Regions from separate parts of the Sus scrofa genome. Here region 2 is linked to region 1. A link is a contact called in public Hi-C data. All regions are on one chromosome and are shown on one strand. Each heading gives the region's core, a stretch centred on a gene start, on an enhancer-like site or on the middle of the called end of the contact. The rest is flanking DNA. Distances are from core to core; before and after follow the strand shown.

Region 1 (7,241 bases), core at 1,017-3,516:
GATGTCTGCAGCACAGCTTCGTCCCCAGGCCCACAACCAGGTCTGTGGGTCAGTGTTGAGGGACAGCTGTCTGCACAGTTAGCAAGTGCCGACAGGTAAATAAGAGCCTCGTGTCTTCTTAATTAAATCGCCCTTTGCCCAGGCAGCCTTGTGTTCGATTGGGCTGGGCTGGATCAATATGCCTCTTTCCCAGCGCAGCCACCCCTGGATCGAGGCCTGACCATCTAAGCCCTGCTCAGGCCCCCCTGCCCACTTCCCTGGCAGCCTGGAGCCCCTAGAGGGCAGGGTTACTTGTGCCCCTGTGCCTGGGACAGAGCCTGGGACAAGAAAAGAGCAAAGGAGTGATGGTTGCTTCGCTGAGTAGACTGAGGCACTGCCAGCAAACAAGGGCCAGGAAGGCTGGGAGGCCCAAACTGCAGCTCCCACGGAGGATCAACTAACTTCGAAGCCAGGAAGCACGGCAGGGGCTGCTCCTATCCAGCCCCCAGACACAGCATCAGCTTTACATTCAGGGCAGTTAAAACCCTGCGGAAAGGGGGCATCAGGGGCAGGAGGTGAGCTGGGGTGGAGTGGGGGACTGTCAATGTTCAAGACCAATAGAGGCAGTTTTCTTTTTTCTTTTTTTTCTTTTTTCTCTCTTTCTTTCTCTCTCTCTTTCTTACTTTTTTGGGTCACCCCTCAGCATGTGGAAGTTCCCAGGGCCAGGGGTCAAGTCCAAGCCACAGCAGGCACCATGCCAGATCTTTAACCCACTGCACCATGAGGGAACTCCCAGAAGGCCCTTTCCACAGGACTCCCCACCTAAGGATCCGGGGCTAGTGTGGGAGGATCAGTGAGTTGTGATCAGTATGGCAGAGTGTGTGGCACTCATGGGAGTCCAGGGTCAGCCTGGAGTTAAGAGGAGCCCATGGTCTGAAAAGGGTCGGAAGGGGTCCAGGATTACCAGGTTGTTGGTAGATGTCTTCCAAGACAACACAACCTAGCAGCGGGGTAACACACACCCACTCGGGGAGTGTTATTTTGGAATCCATGAAAGAGGTTTGCTATGGAAGGGACATGGGGGCTCCAGGTTCCCTGGAAGGGTCGATATTAAGGAGCTACTTGGAGAGGTCAATACTGGTCCAGGTCAAGGTGTCTCTGATAGTGGTCTGGAGTGTCTTGTTTCACTGGGGGATCAGACAGTCCCCAGTTTGGAAAGAGAGGGGAGGGAACCGACGCCCTTCTCACTTCAGTCTGACCCTGGGGGCGCGAGTCGAGACGTCTCTCTGAGCCTCCGCCCATCGAGGGGTGCTCCCTCGGGGCGGAGCGTCGGCGGGTCCCCCGGGAGCCGTAGGACTGGTGCCAGGCTGGCGCCCCCAGCGCCGGGGTTGAGGGAGGCCGGGCTCTGCGCGGGGCTGGGAGGGGGGCGCGGAATCAGGGCTTTTTAGGACCCAGCGCGGCGCCTCCCTCTGGGGGCGAGTGCGGCTGCGCGCGCCGTGTGCCCGTGTCCGGAGAGCGGCGGGCTGGACGCGGACCGCGCGAGCGAGCAAGCGAGCCAGCTAGCCGAGCAGCAACCCCGGTGGCAGCAGCGTCGCGGCGGCGGCGGCCGCTCCGCGCCTCGCCTCCCCGGCCTCTCCAGCCTTGCCTCGCCGCGCCCGGACCCGCCACCCCCGCCTCCCCGGCCCGACCGCCGCAGCCCCCTGGCCTCGGCCAGCAGCGCCAACCGCCTGCCCGAAGCAGGGCGCAGAGCGCGGGGCGCAGAGGCACCAGAGCCAGTGCCCGCCGGCCCCGCAGACCGAACCGAGCCCGGAGAACCCTTGCCGGGCCCCGCGCAGCTCCGCAACCGTCCGGGAGCTGTCCCTTCAGCACCGCCGCCGGAGCCGGAGCCTGAGTCCGAGCGCAGCCCAGCGGAGAGCCCCAGCTCCAGCCGGAGCGCACCGAGCTCAGCGCTCCGCGGCAGCAGCAACGAGCAGCACCCCGGGTGCCCCTGCCCAGGGGGCCCGCCATCTCCTCCGAGAGGCGGGGAGAAGGAGCGTGGAGGGCGGGCGGGCAGGCGCGCCCGCCGCCGGGGGGAGCAGGCAGCCAGGCAAGGAGAGGGAGGGGGCCGGAGTCCGCCCCGCGCCCGAGCTGCAGCCGGGCCACGCAGGGAGGAAGGCAGCGGGCGTCCATCTCCCCGGCGCCGAGAGCGCGCTGCGGCGACCACCTCACAGCCAGAGCGCGAATTTCCCGGCCCCCTCTCCTCCCCTCCCCTCCCCCTTCCGGGGCTGGTCTATGTCCGGCCCCGGGAGCGGCTGACCTTCCCCCCAAAAGCTTTGTGTCGATTTCTCCATTTTCCCGCTGAGATGGGGACGGGAGCCCGGTCCCCCCACCCTCTTTTCCCTCCTCCCGGGGTTCGCCTCTGAGCGCCGCCCCCCTCCCTCCTTTCCTCCTCCCTCTCTCCTTCCCTCCCTTCTTTCCTCCTCTGCCTCCTCCGCAGCCGGACCAGCTCCCTCCCACATCTGGCGCTTAGAGACCCTGGGGATCCCGCGCACACTCCCTTGGACCAGCACCAGACAGAAAGCGCCTTGAGGGGCTTGGGTAGTTTTTCGGGTGGCCAGAGCCGCGGTCCTCTGTCCCCCCGACGGCTGGGGGGAGGGGGGAGGAGGCCGCGCGCCCCCCTCCCCGACGCCAACTCCCCCTGGCGGCCGCTCCCATGGGTGTCGCTGGGCCGCGCCATGCCTAAGGAGGCGCCGCGATGGGCCAAGGGGACGAAAGCGAGCGCATCGTGATCAACGTGGGCGGCACGCGCCACCAGACGTACCGCTCGACGCTGCGCACGCTGCCCGGCACGCGGCTCGCCTGGCTGGCTGAGCCCGACGCCCACAGCCACTTCGACTATGACCCGCGCGCCGACGAATTCTTTTTCGACCGCCACCCGGGCGTCTTCGCGCACATCCTGAACTACTACCGCACGGGCAAGCTGCACTGCCCGGCCGACGTGTGCGGGCCACTCTATGAGGAGGAGCTGGCCTTCTGGGGCATCGACGAGACCGACGTGGAGCCCTGCTGCTGGATGACGTACCGCCAGCACCGTGACGCCGAGGAGGCGCTGGACAGCTTCGGCGGCGCGCCCCTGGACAACAGCGCCGACGACGCTGACGCCGACGGCCCTGGCGACTCAGGCGACGGCGAGGACGAGTTGGAGATGACCAAGCGCCTGGCGCTCAGCGACTCCCCGGACGGCCGGCCCGGCGGCTTCTGGCGCCGATGGCAGCCGCGCATCTGGGCGCTCTTCGAGGACCCCTACTCATCCCGCTACGCGCGGGTAAGTGACAGCTTCCCCATCAGAAGAGCGGGGCGGGAAGGCAGCGTTCTCTGCCTCCCGCGGGTAGGGGTAGATTCGAGAACTGGCTCCTAGGAAATCAGAACTGAAAGATGTGTGTGTGCACGCGTATGTGTATATACACACATACCTGTGTAAGAGTCGGAGTGGCTTCTCAAGGGTCACTAGCTCTGCACGTATGTAAGTTCTGTGCATTTCCAAATTTAATATGTATGAGTATGAATGGGTGTGTTTGTGTGTGAGTAGACTGTGTGTGCATATTTATGTAAGTGTGGTGGTGTATATTTGGGTGGATAAAGTATGTAGTAGGAATGAGTGAGCATGTGTGTATGAGTGTGCAGGAGTGCCCATGCACACGTATTTGCATCTTTGCAGGTGTACAGGGTGAAGGTGTGAACTGTCCTATGGATTCTGGTGTGGGGAGGGAAGCTGGGGCCCTCCTTCTCTCCCCAGGGAAGGGGTATCTGGAGCCAGCTGGGGCCCACAGAAGAGAGCTTGAGAGCTGGTCTCCTGCTTGTGACAGACCTCCCCCTCCACCAGCGCAGCCTCAGGCCATCCTGGGGGTAGGGTCAAGAGGGATTCTTTATGGCTATCAATCGATAGTTGGTGTAAGGCTGGGCTGTGGGGAGAAGAATGTGACCCCTCTGAGACCTGCTCCTGGAGACACAGGCTGCCCTTCGTCCTTGTCAAAGGGGGCAGGGGGGGCTGGAGGGGGGCCCTGGGCTTCTGCCTGTGCTTCCTCTGGGACCCATCAGAATGGAGAGGGGTCCTACAGGGGGAACCTGGGAGGACAGGACAAGGTGTGTGAGAGGTGGGTGTGTCTTCCTCAGCCACTCCCCTTTAATGACAGCATCTTGTTGCTAGGGAGAAAGGGCTACTGACCTTGGCCCTCAGATAGCCCCTCTGGATCAGTTTCCTCATCTGTGAAATGGGAGAGGGGCCGTCTGGTGAATTCTAAGGGGATCCTGCTTAACCTTGTCTGAAAGGGAGATACCAGCGGTGACCTACCCTGCAAGAGTCACCTCTTGCCTTCACTGGGCTCTGTCCTCGGGGGCCTGAATGGAGCCTAAGGCGTTGGGGGGAAGGTCTGAGGTGCGAATGTAAAGCGGAGCCCCTCCCCCATGTGTGAGCCAGCCCCCAACTCCCTAGCAGACGAAACACTGCCTTTGCTGCTCTGTGCTCCTTTGTGGCTCCACACCCCTTCCCTCCTGCCCCTGCGTAGCAGACTCCAGTGGGGACAGGGGATGGGGGACACTGAAGTGTCCATGGCAGAAAAAGGCTGTGTTTAGGCACAGGCCCAATAGGTGTGTTACTGAAATAAACACTCAGTGTTTTAGCATCTGAGGCAGGGGGCAGCAGGTCTTATGTATTAAATCTGAGATCAAATATGTGCGTATTGCAGAGGAGGGGCAGTAACAGGGAGGGAGTTAAACCCCCTGTTTTAAGGACCCTGCCCAAGGTCACTAGGGAGCGAAAGGCCAAACAGAAGCTGGAACCCCAGTCTCCTGGGACCCCATCCTCCCCTGAGCTGGCCGCCAGCTCCCTGCTATCCTCAGAGTGGACTGGGACCCTCAGAGGTCTCCCTCCCCTCCGTTTTCCTGACCGAGGCCACCCTCGCCAGAGGATTATGTAACTGGAGGCAGTGGCTAAGCTGCGGGGAGGGGCAGGCAGAAGGGGACTGAGGTTGAACCAGCACGTGTGTGTGTGTGTGTGTGTGTGTGTGGTAGGGGAGAGGGCCGGGGTTCAAGCAGTTGCCTCCCCAGCCTGTCTTTGACCTTCGGCAGCATCTTACCAGCACCCCAAACCCTCTGGCCTCAAAAGCAAAGAGCAGGCCCACCTCCCTCATTGTCCTCTCCACCTCTTGGCTCCCTAGAAGAGGCTGGGTCCACCCGCCATCCCCACTCTTCGAGCGCAGCTTTAGGGCTCTGGCCCATGCCCCTGAGTTTCAGGATAGGCAGGGTTCACGTGAGGCATGTTCCAGCTCCCTCCCCATCCACCTCCTTCCACTGGTCATTCCTAGGCAGTGGGGTGCCCCCCCCCTGTGTAAATAAATGAGTTGGATAAATGGGGCCTCGGAGTACAACACCTCACAGAAAAGTCCCAGCTCTCTCAAGTATCCATTGAAGAGCAGACTGAGGGAAGATCTGGGCAGTGGCGGGGGGTGGAGGAGGTTAGAAAGTGTCCCCCCTTCCCGCAGCCTCTCTCTGCCCCCTTCTTTCCTCAGTAGCCACACAGAGTTGTTCCAACTCCCTTGGGTGACAGATGAGGACACTGAGGCCTGCCCAAGGGTCTGCAGAAGCCGAGGGCAGAGCCTGGATTAGAACCCAGGCTTCCTGCTGCACACCCGGCTGGCCTAGCTGCATTGCGCTGCCTCTCTGCAGCTGAGCTGCGCAGAGCCGGCTGCCCGCCCTCCCCCTCCATCTCTGCTCTGCCGCTGCTTCTGTCACCTTTGTTTACCCCTCCTCCACAGGGGGCCCCCCACCCCAAGCCGCCTCAGCGTGGTGGGTCGAGATTTCAGTGCCTGTTCTGGATCCGAGACCAGAGTCCCGGGAGTGATATTTTAGATATGCGTGAAGGCAAGGCTGCATGTGTGAGAATCTGTGGAAGAGAGATTCTGTGTGGGTGTGAGAGATTCTTCATGTGTGTGAGAAAGACCTATGAGAATAAAAATATATGTTAGTGAAACTCTGGGTGTGTGTGTGTGTATTGAGACTATGTGAGAGAGAGTCTGGGTGTGTGTGTGTGTGTGTGTGTTGAGACTATGTGAGAGAGAGTCTGTGAGTATCTGTATCAGAAAAATTCATGTGAAAGTGGGAGAGACAGATTCTGTGTTTTGAGAGATGGACTTGGTGTGTGGATGCAGCTGCATGGGAGAGAGTACGTATATAAGAGAGAGACTCCATGTGTAAGAGAAATGCTGTGTGTGTGTGTGCATGTGTGTGTGAGTGTGTGTGAGAGAGAGCTTCTTGGGAGTTCGAGAGACTTAGGTGAGTGTATTTCTGTGTGGGGCAGGAGTGGAACTGTGAAGCTCCATGTGTGAGGCTGTGTGGGGGTCCTGTGTGTGATAGAGCCCGTGCGTGTGAGGCATGTGTAAGACAGAAGCTGTGTGTGAGAACCTAGTGTCAGTGTGGCTGTGTGGGCTTGTATGTGAGCGAGGCCCTGCGTGGCCTGGGTGTGAGCGCTTTGAGGAAGATGCGACTTCAGACCAGCTTCTACTGCTGCCTCCGTCTCCTGGGACTTTTGAGCTGCCTTCGTAAGCAGTTCTGCCCCCCTTTCCCATCCTTAGTAGAAATCCTGTGCTCGCTCAGGCCCGTCTTTGGTGCATGGGCCAGGCTGGGAGGCCACTGCGCCTCAGGTTAAGTGGCGGCTCTGGGAGATAGGGGCTGGTCGGCCGGGGTGGGAGGAAGTCCCATCTGAGCTCTTCGGGGGTGACAGTGCTAACTGGGGCGGCTGGTTCCCTGGCCTCTCTTGCCTGTGGTTTCCCGGGCCCCCAGGCTGGGGGCGCGGGGAGAGGTGGGGGGGTGAGCTGCGACAGGATGAGCCCAGCTTGTGTTGTGGGGTAAAGAGTGGTGCCCCAGACACACACAGGCCAAGGATGATGATGACATTTTGCAGTAAGGGCTGTGAAGTGGCTTCCTGGGGCTGCGAGGGTGAGAACTGTCCAGAGGAGGCGATGCTGGGCGAGCTTTGAGGGGCAGGGAGGTAGCAGGGGTCGGGAGTCCCAGCATGCAAAGCTGCGGAAGGATGGGGCAGTTGGGGCTGTATGGGCCAACCTGGGGCAGCCCTGGCTGGAAACCTACCCTCCTCTCTTCCTTGGGGGCCAGTGCAGGTCTGAAGCCCTTGGCTTTTATCTCTGATTATCCTGTTATCATCAGAAGCTTTGTTCTGGGTCAGGTCACATACCACCAGTGGCAGTCCCTGTGCTGCAGGCCAGTGAGCA
Region 2 (6,844 bases), core at 1,247-3,746, 140 kb before region 1:
ATAGCTGACATTCTACACCATAGCCACAGCCACAGCAATGCCAGATCCGAGCCATGTCTGTGACCTACACCACAGCTCACAGCAATGCTGGATCCTTAACCCACTGAGCGAGGCCAGGGATTGAATGCTCGTCCTCATGGATCCTAGTTGGGTTCGTTACCGCTGAGCCACAATGGGAACTCCCATCATTCATTGAATTCTTAAATAATCCTATGAAATAGGACTGTCTATTTCTGTTTTACAGCCAAAGAAATGGGTTAAAGAGAGACGGAGAGATTAAATAACATGCTCACGGTCACACAGGTTGATAGCAGAACCAGATGGTCTGGCTGCAAACTCAAGCTCTTAACCACTTTATCAGAGGAGCCAGGAGCCCTGGGTTCCAGACCCAGCGCTGCCATTTGCAAGCTGTATCACCTCAGACGAGTCCTCCAAACTCTCTGTGGCTCAATTTTCTCATCTGAAGAATGGGACTAGACCTGTCCCACCAGGTTTATTGGGAGGGTCAAACAAGATAGTGACTATGGAGGCCCTTTGTCAGCGGAGACACAGGGGCCCCATCAGAGGCAACACAAGATAGCAGGGTTTTTTTTAAGAGCAGTGGTGGTCTGCAAATGCTCTTGGTTGCACACTTCTATCAGGTAAAAACATTTTGAGCACACGTGCATATACATATAGATACATGAGCATATATACACTGTTAATAGTGTAAATGTATATCATGAAATGGATACAAAGATTTAAAAGATGAAATAAAATATGCAGACATTTAAATGATTGATTAATTATTTATTATGTGTTCCTGCACACCAAAGCTCTTCCTGGCACAAGATGCCTCCCTCTGAGGTGCAGTGGTTATTATATAGGTGCTGGGGCCGGACCATCTGGGTTCAGACTCAAGTCCACCAAGCAGAGTGATCTGGGGCACCTGCTTTGCACTCTGAATTGTAATTGAGGGTTAAGAGAACTGTACCTTCCTTGCAGTGGGTGGTGAGGTTTATTTTTTTTAATCTTTTTTTTTTTTTTTTTTTTTTTTTTTTTTGTCTTTTTAGAGCCACTTTTTTTGGCATGTGGAGGTTCCCAGCCTAGGGGTTGAATGGGAGCTACAGCTGCCAGCCTACACCACAGTCACAGCAACATGGGATCTGAGCCACGTCTGTGACCTACACCACAGCTCATGGCAACGCCGTATCCCTGACCCACTGAGCGAGGCCAGGGACTGAACCTGTATCCTCACGGATACTAGTCTGATCAATTTCCACTGTGCCACAGTGGGAACTCCTGATCTTTATTTTAAAATGTTGCTATTTTGTCCATCATGGATATTTTGCATGAATTTTGAAATTTAAAAAATTGTGTTAAAATATTACATATCCTGATTACTGAGATTTTTGATATCTCCTTAAATTTTGCACCTGAGATGAGCACTTGGTTTACTCTAGTCCAGGCCTCTGTCTGTGTGGCAGATACTAGTGGTGGTCCCCATCCTGCAGAGGAGGGCACTACATTTCAGAGAGGTTAAGTAACTTGTCCCAGTATGCACAGCTGACTGTATGAGAGAGATGGGATTTGAACCCAGGTCTGTGGGACTCTTGAGAGCTGGCTCTTGACAGCTTTTCTGGGTGACCTCCCATGGACCTGGTACACACTTGAAATGAGGGCCTTGAGATCTTCTTAGTTTTGAGTTCAATCTTCTGAGTCTTCAGGTGAGGAGAAGTACATACTTTCCCAGAACCACATGGTGGGTCAATCTACTGATTCCTGGTACTCTTTTCCAGAGGGCAATGCCAAATGCAAAGAAGAGTATTGATCATGGGACTTCGGGGTGTGAGGTGGTGTTAGTTGCTTTCTTTAGACCATGCCTGAGAGTGAAGGAGACTCCTCCTCAGTATTTATCCCAGATATACTAGGCCACTTGGCTCTTCATGGTCTTGCTCCTGGCTTTAGTGACCCCTGCATGGACCCTAGCTTCCCCCCATGAACTAAGGAATCCTCGGCTGAGATGCCAGGGGAACAATCTGCAGTGCTGCAGTAGGCCACTAGAGGGCGTGTGGAGCACACATTTGGAGGAGCTTGCCAGTGCCTGATGGAAACTGTACCCAGGCGCCTGAAAAAGGCTTGGATCCTGGAGGCCTCTGGCCCCTTCCTCCCAAGGCCCTTGAAAGACTTACGTCTGACTTCTGTCTTGTGCTTGCATTCCTGTAGGACCTTCCATGACATTTCTGATTGGAGCTACCACCCCTTGGTTCAATTTTTGCCCTTTGGGGTCACACAAAATACATCCTTCTGACAAGCATTCATTCGTATTCATTCATTGGATACATGCTAAATGCCTATTCTGGGCTAGGCTCTGTGCTGGGGGCACAGAGAGGACATCTGGATCCAAAGACCACTTAGAATCTCAGAGTTTGGGAGGCAGGCCAAGTCCAGCCCTTGGGAAGGAGGGAGAGCTGGGATACTAGGGACCTTGGCTCTGTCCATCTGTTCCAGGCTTCTCAAGATGTCTCTGTTCTCTCTCTTTCAGCATATGACTGTGAATTCTTTAACAAAGGTAAGCTCATCTTCCCCCACGTGGCCCCTTGGGAGCTGGGGCACTGCCAGTCCTGCCCTGGTGCCTCACTAGCATCAGCCATCCTGAGGCCCTGCAGGAAGATACCATTATCGAGAGACAGCCCTGACAGTGCAGGGCCCAGGGCTGTTCCGGGACTACTCTCTGCAGCTCCTGCAGCCTCTGTCCAGAGCCCAGGCCAGGCTATCTTCCTGGGATGAGCTCATGCAGGACAGCTTCACCAGGACCTGAAAATCCCACTTGCATCAGTGCTGCCCCCTTGCCTTATAATCTAGCTCATCAGATGGAACATTTTCTTGGGTCTCTGAAGCTTTGAGTTGGCAGAGGCAAATGCCACCTGCTCTTCCTGAGGATGGCTAGGCCAAAACTTATGGCCCAGCATAGCCTGTTATATTCATCTTCAAGTTTAGCCAGGGTCACAGGGTAGCAGGATATGCTCCAACTTCTGCATTAAGCACATCATGACCAAAGACCTCAGGGAGGTTAATGTCCAGCATTAGAACCAATTAGTCCATCTCGTCACTAGGCTTGTGGGGAGCAGAGAGGGGAGGGCTGCCCAGGAGTAGTTTCCAGCACTGATCTTTGTGCAATGAGGCCAGGTTGGCAGAATTAGGTGCTTAAGTCCTTGGTGCCATTCGCCTTTGACTTCTAGAGTCCTTTGTGCCCCTACTTCCAGATACCATCCTGCCAGGAGCAGGCCTATATGGGTCTGGACCCAAGGCTTTGTCCTCAGTTACCTGCATTATCAGATTTTGGTTTGAAAAACATCCTCCCCATGAGAGTAGATTGGGTGAAATTATGGGGGACTGACTAGAAAGGCAAGGATACCAGTTAGGGGGTCCATGAGAATGAGGGCTGACATGATAATTCATAGTGACTGCAGTCTCACCAAAATGTTAGCCCCCTGAAGGGCTCCTGATGGCTCTAACCTTTAACCCCTAAAGGCATGAATCTGTCTCAGGAGGATGCAGTCCCTCACAGGCGGGGTCTGTCTGACACCAGACACGACATTTCAGCAAGACGGCTCTGAGCAGAGTTTGCTCCCTTCTGTGGCATTTTGAGTGGCAGTAACTGGCAAAGGACAAGCTGTTTCTAGCATCCTCCACCCACCCACCCGTCCTGTTCTTACTCTGCTCTTCTACCAGCATTTTCTCTGGTCTCTTGCTGGGCGCTGGGGATTCAGCAGTTAAGATACCTGTCCCGGTGGAGCACTGGAGCCGGTGCCTGCTGGCTCGCTAGGACTCCCTGTGTGTGTTCTCCCCTCCACATCCAGTTGGAATTTTGAGGTTGACTGCTGGTGGGAGCCTTTACACCATGGAAACCTGCAAACATCACCAAATGGGGTTTCATTTGTTCTTTTTTTTTTTTTTTTTTTTTTTTTTTGTGAGCTGATTGTTAACCATTTCCCAGCACAGCACTGCCTGGACCCCTGATTGAGACCCTTCTCATAAGAGATGTGCTCAGCATGTGCTGAGCATGGAGGCTGCTGGAGCGCAAGTGGGAGGATGCTTGTGTGTGGGGAGAGGGTGTGGGGAGAGCTTCACGGAGGAGGTGACATTTGAGCTGGGCCCCAGAGATTGAGTAGGCGTTCGTTCGCCCCAGGCACAGCAGGGGAGGACTGCGCTGAGTGGGTGGGACAGTGAGAGTGGTGGTGCGCAATGAAGGACACAGCCGCTGGGCTCTTACAAGGAAGAGCAAGAGCAGTTCAGTGTGGCAGGGGCAGGGGTGGGGCGTGAAGGGCCCCTGAATTCTTGCCAGGCCCTTGGATTCTATCCTGAGGGCAAAAGGGGAGCCATGGAGGAGTCGCAGCAGGGAGTGTGGCAAGGAAGGTGACTCGGGTGCTGTGGGGAGGAGGCTCCAAGGGTGGGCATACCAGAGGCAAGCAGGTCGGTTGCAAGGCTGATGTTGTTGTCTAGGAAACCCATGCCCCTGTCCAAACTGTACCAACCACCACAGAACCCGAGAGATACAGAAGTGACGCGTGTTTGAAATAAGTAGCTAAAGCTGAGCCCAAGCCTTCCCAGCCTTTATCCTCCAACCCTTGGGTGGGCAGAGATGAGGCCTGATGTCTTCTGCCAGAGCCCACCCTGAATGGAGCAGTGGCTGGAGTGATAGAGTCTTAGAAAGGGGGACATACCCCTGGAGAGACATCTGGGGGCCCCAGAGGCCCTCCAAGGGTGGCCTCGTTTCGAAGCTTCTTCTGAAATGATTCAGGAGCTCTGCAGAGGGTCAGTTCCCATCAGGGGCTGACAGCCTGTGGCTTCCGTCCGCTCCTCCTCATGGAAACCAAGAGGCCAGGATGAGGGAAGTGACCCAGAGCAGCTCTTTGGCATCCTCTGGCGAGGGCTGGGCACATAGGGATGGGAGGTGGGCAAAGGCCCAGAGAGGCAGGGCTTACCACTGGACCCCCTCTCTCCAGCACTAGGCAAGGGCCCCTACCAGCTGGCCAGCTTGGCAGCTGGTGGTGCCCTGGTGGCCGTGAAGGCAGCAGGCAGTGCCATCGACCTAGTGAGAGCGGAAGATGTAGTGCCGGGAGACATTGTGAACTTCCTGCTGACGGCTGCTCTGTTCAAGGCCAAGGCCCACGGTAAGGTCCCCCCTCTGGACCCCCTGCAGCCCTGGGTGGAGGGAGGTGGATGCTGGAGGAGGGGAGAATGCCAGGCCCTAACTGGCTATCGTAGCTGGAGAAACAGGTGCCCCTTTCCCAGCGGAGACAGGGTTCCTGGTGAGCCTCTTAGCTTCTTTGAAGAGACACCTTCCATCCTCTTGAAAAGACCACGGAGGCCAAGGTCCAGATGTACCTTTGTACTTTGCTTCACACAATGGCTGTGCTCTAGAAAAGCTAGGCGACAACACCTCCCCCTTCCCTCCCTCCCCGGGCCTCTTCTTCTTAGTCTCCCTCTTCTTCCTCGCCTTGCCTTCTCCTCTCCATTTTTAAGACTGGATAGACTTTTTTTTTTTAATTTTATAATGATTTTTATTTTTTCCATCATAGCTGGTTTACAGTGTTCTGTCACTTTTCCACTGTTCAGCAAGGTGACCCAGGCACACATACATGTATACATGCTTTTTCTCACATGATCACGCTCCATCACAAGTGACTAGATATTGTTCCCAGTGCTACACAGCAGGATCTCATTGCTTAACCATTCCAAAGGCAATCGTTTGCATCTATTAACCCCAAATTCCCAGGCCATCCCACTCCCTCCCTCTCCCCCTTGGCAACCATAAGTCTGTTCTCTATGTCCATGATTTTCTTTTCTGTGGAAAGGTTCATTGGTGCCATATATTAAGATTGGATAGACTTTAAATGCCAAAGGGGAGGTGTTCCCTGAAGCCTCAGCAGGTTGAGGATCCAGCGTTTTCACAGCTGTGGCTCGGGTTTGATCCCTGGCCTGGGAACTTCTGCATGCCACACGTGGAGCCAAAAAAAAAAAAAAAAAAAAGACTGATCTGTTGACTTTGGTGGGACCTTCTGTGGGAGGAGCAGGCTCTTGATGTGCTCAGGTTACCACCCTGAGCTCTGGGCTGGTGGCTTGTGCAGATGGAGGTGTGCCTGGGACCGCCAGCCTCCTGAGTCTCAGACAGCCAGCAGACCCGAAGGGCTTAGCTGTAGTGGATGCCCTCTTCTCTTCTGAGGTCATCAGTGCCTGAAGGGTGGCAGGACCTTGCTCGGGTGGTGAATGACCCCAGGTGGTGTTTATGTTCGGCCCTGGGTCAGCCAAGGCCTCAGTTCAGCAGTGCTAGGGAGCCTTCTCCATGTGCGCGTGTCCCAGTGTCTGGTCACTATGATCAGGGTTCCTTCACCCGGATCCTGCTGGCCCCGTGTAATCAGTACCCACCTAATCACACACGATGGTCCCTGCAGCCAATCTCAGCATGAGATAGAGTCTTGAACTAAGACACATCTCAGAGAGTTGATTTCACTTTAAGAATTTAAGTTCTGGAGTTCTTGTCATGGTGCAGTGGTTAACAAATCCGACTAGGAACCATGAGTTGCGGGTTTGATCCCTGCCTTGCTCAGTGGGTTAAGAACCCGACGTTGCTGTGAGCTGTGGTGTGGGTTGCAGACGCGGCTCGGATCCCATGTTGCTGTGGTTCTGGAGTAGGCTGGCGGCTACAGCTCGATGACCCCTAGCCTGGGAACCTCCATATGCTGCAGGAGCGCTCAAGAAAAGGCAAAAGCAAAAGGCAAAAAGCAAAAAAAAAAAAAAAAAAAAAAAAAAAAAATTTAAGTTCTTAGATTCTCAGGGTCTGGGGTTTATCTAGTATGAG

Evidence for each region. Hi-C and Micro-C count contacts between places; a contact is called where the count stands out from the background.
Region 2: a contact with region 1 is called in a Hi-C map of skeletal muscle, with 6 times the contacts expected there. The contact joins the enhancer-like site here to the promoter of KCNC1 in region 1. A contact is called at or near these places in 6 of 47 Hi-C or Micro-C datasets (embryonic fibroblasts, fetal heart ventricle, mesenchymal stem cells and 2 more) and 1 of 2 datasets of contacts at active chromatin or transcription factors (skeletal muscle).

Annotation. Positions count from the first base shown.
Region 1 is chr2:41,402,960-41,410,200 of Sscrofa11.1, reverse strand. It overlaps KCNC1 (potassium voltage-gated channel subfamily C member 1), which reads left to right and starts at 2,266. Exons shown (of 4, transcript XM_021083271.1): 1 at 2,266-3,283. The coding sequence starts at 2,714.
Region 2 is chr2:41,539,908-41,546,751 of Sscrofa11.1, reverse strand. It overlaps OTOG (otogelin), which reads left to right. Exons shown (of 57, transcript XM_021083273.1): 32 at 2,525-2,551; 33 at 4,989-5,156. Among named protein-coding and RNA genes, the nearest start is that of OTOG, 47 kb to the left of the region's middle. Within about 2 kb of position 2,496, at least 3 of the 83 cell types and tissues checked have an H3K27ac peak or open chromatin away from gene starts, as enhancers often do. A contact at or near this core is called in skeletal muscle, where this site is marked.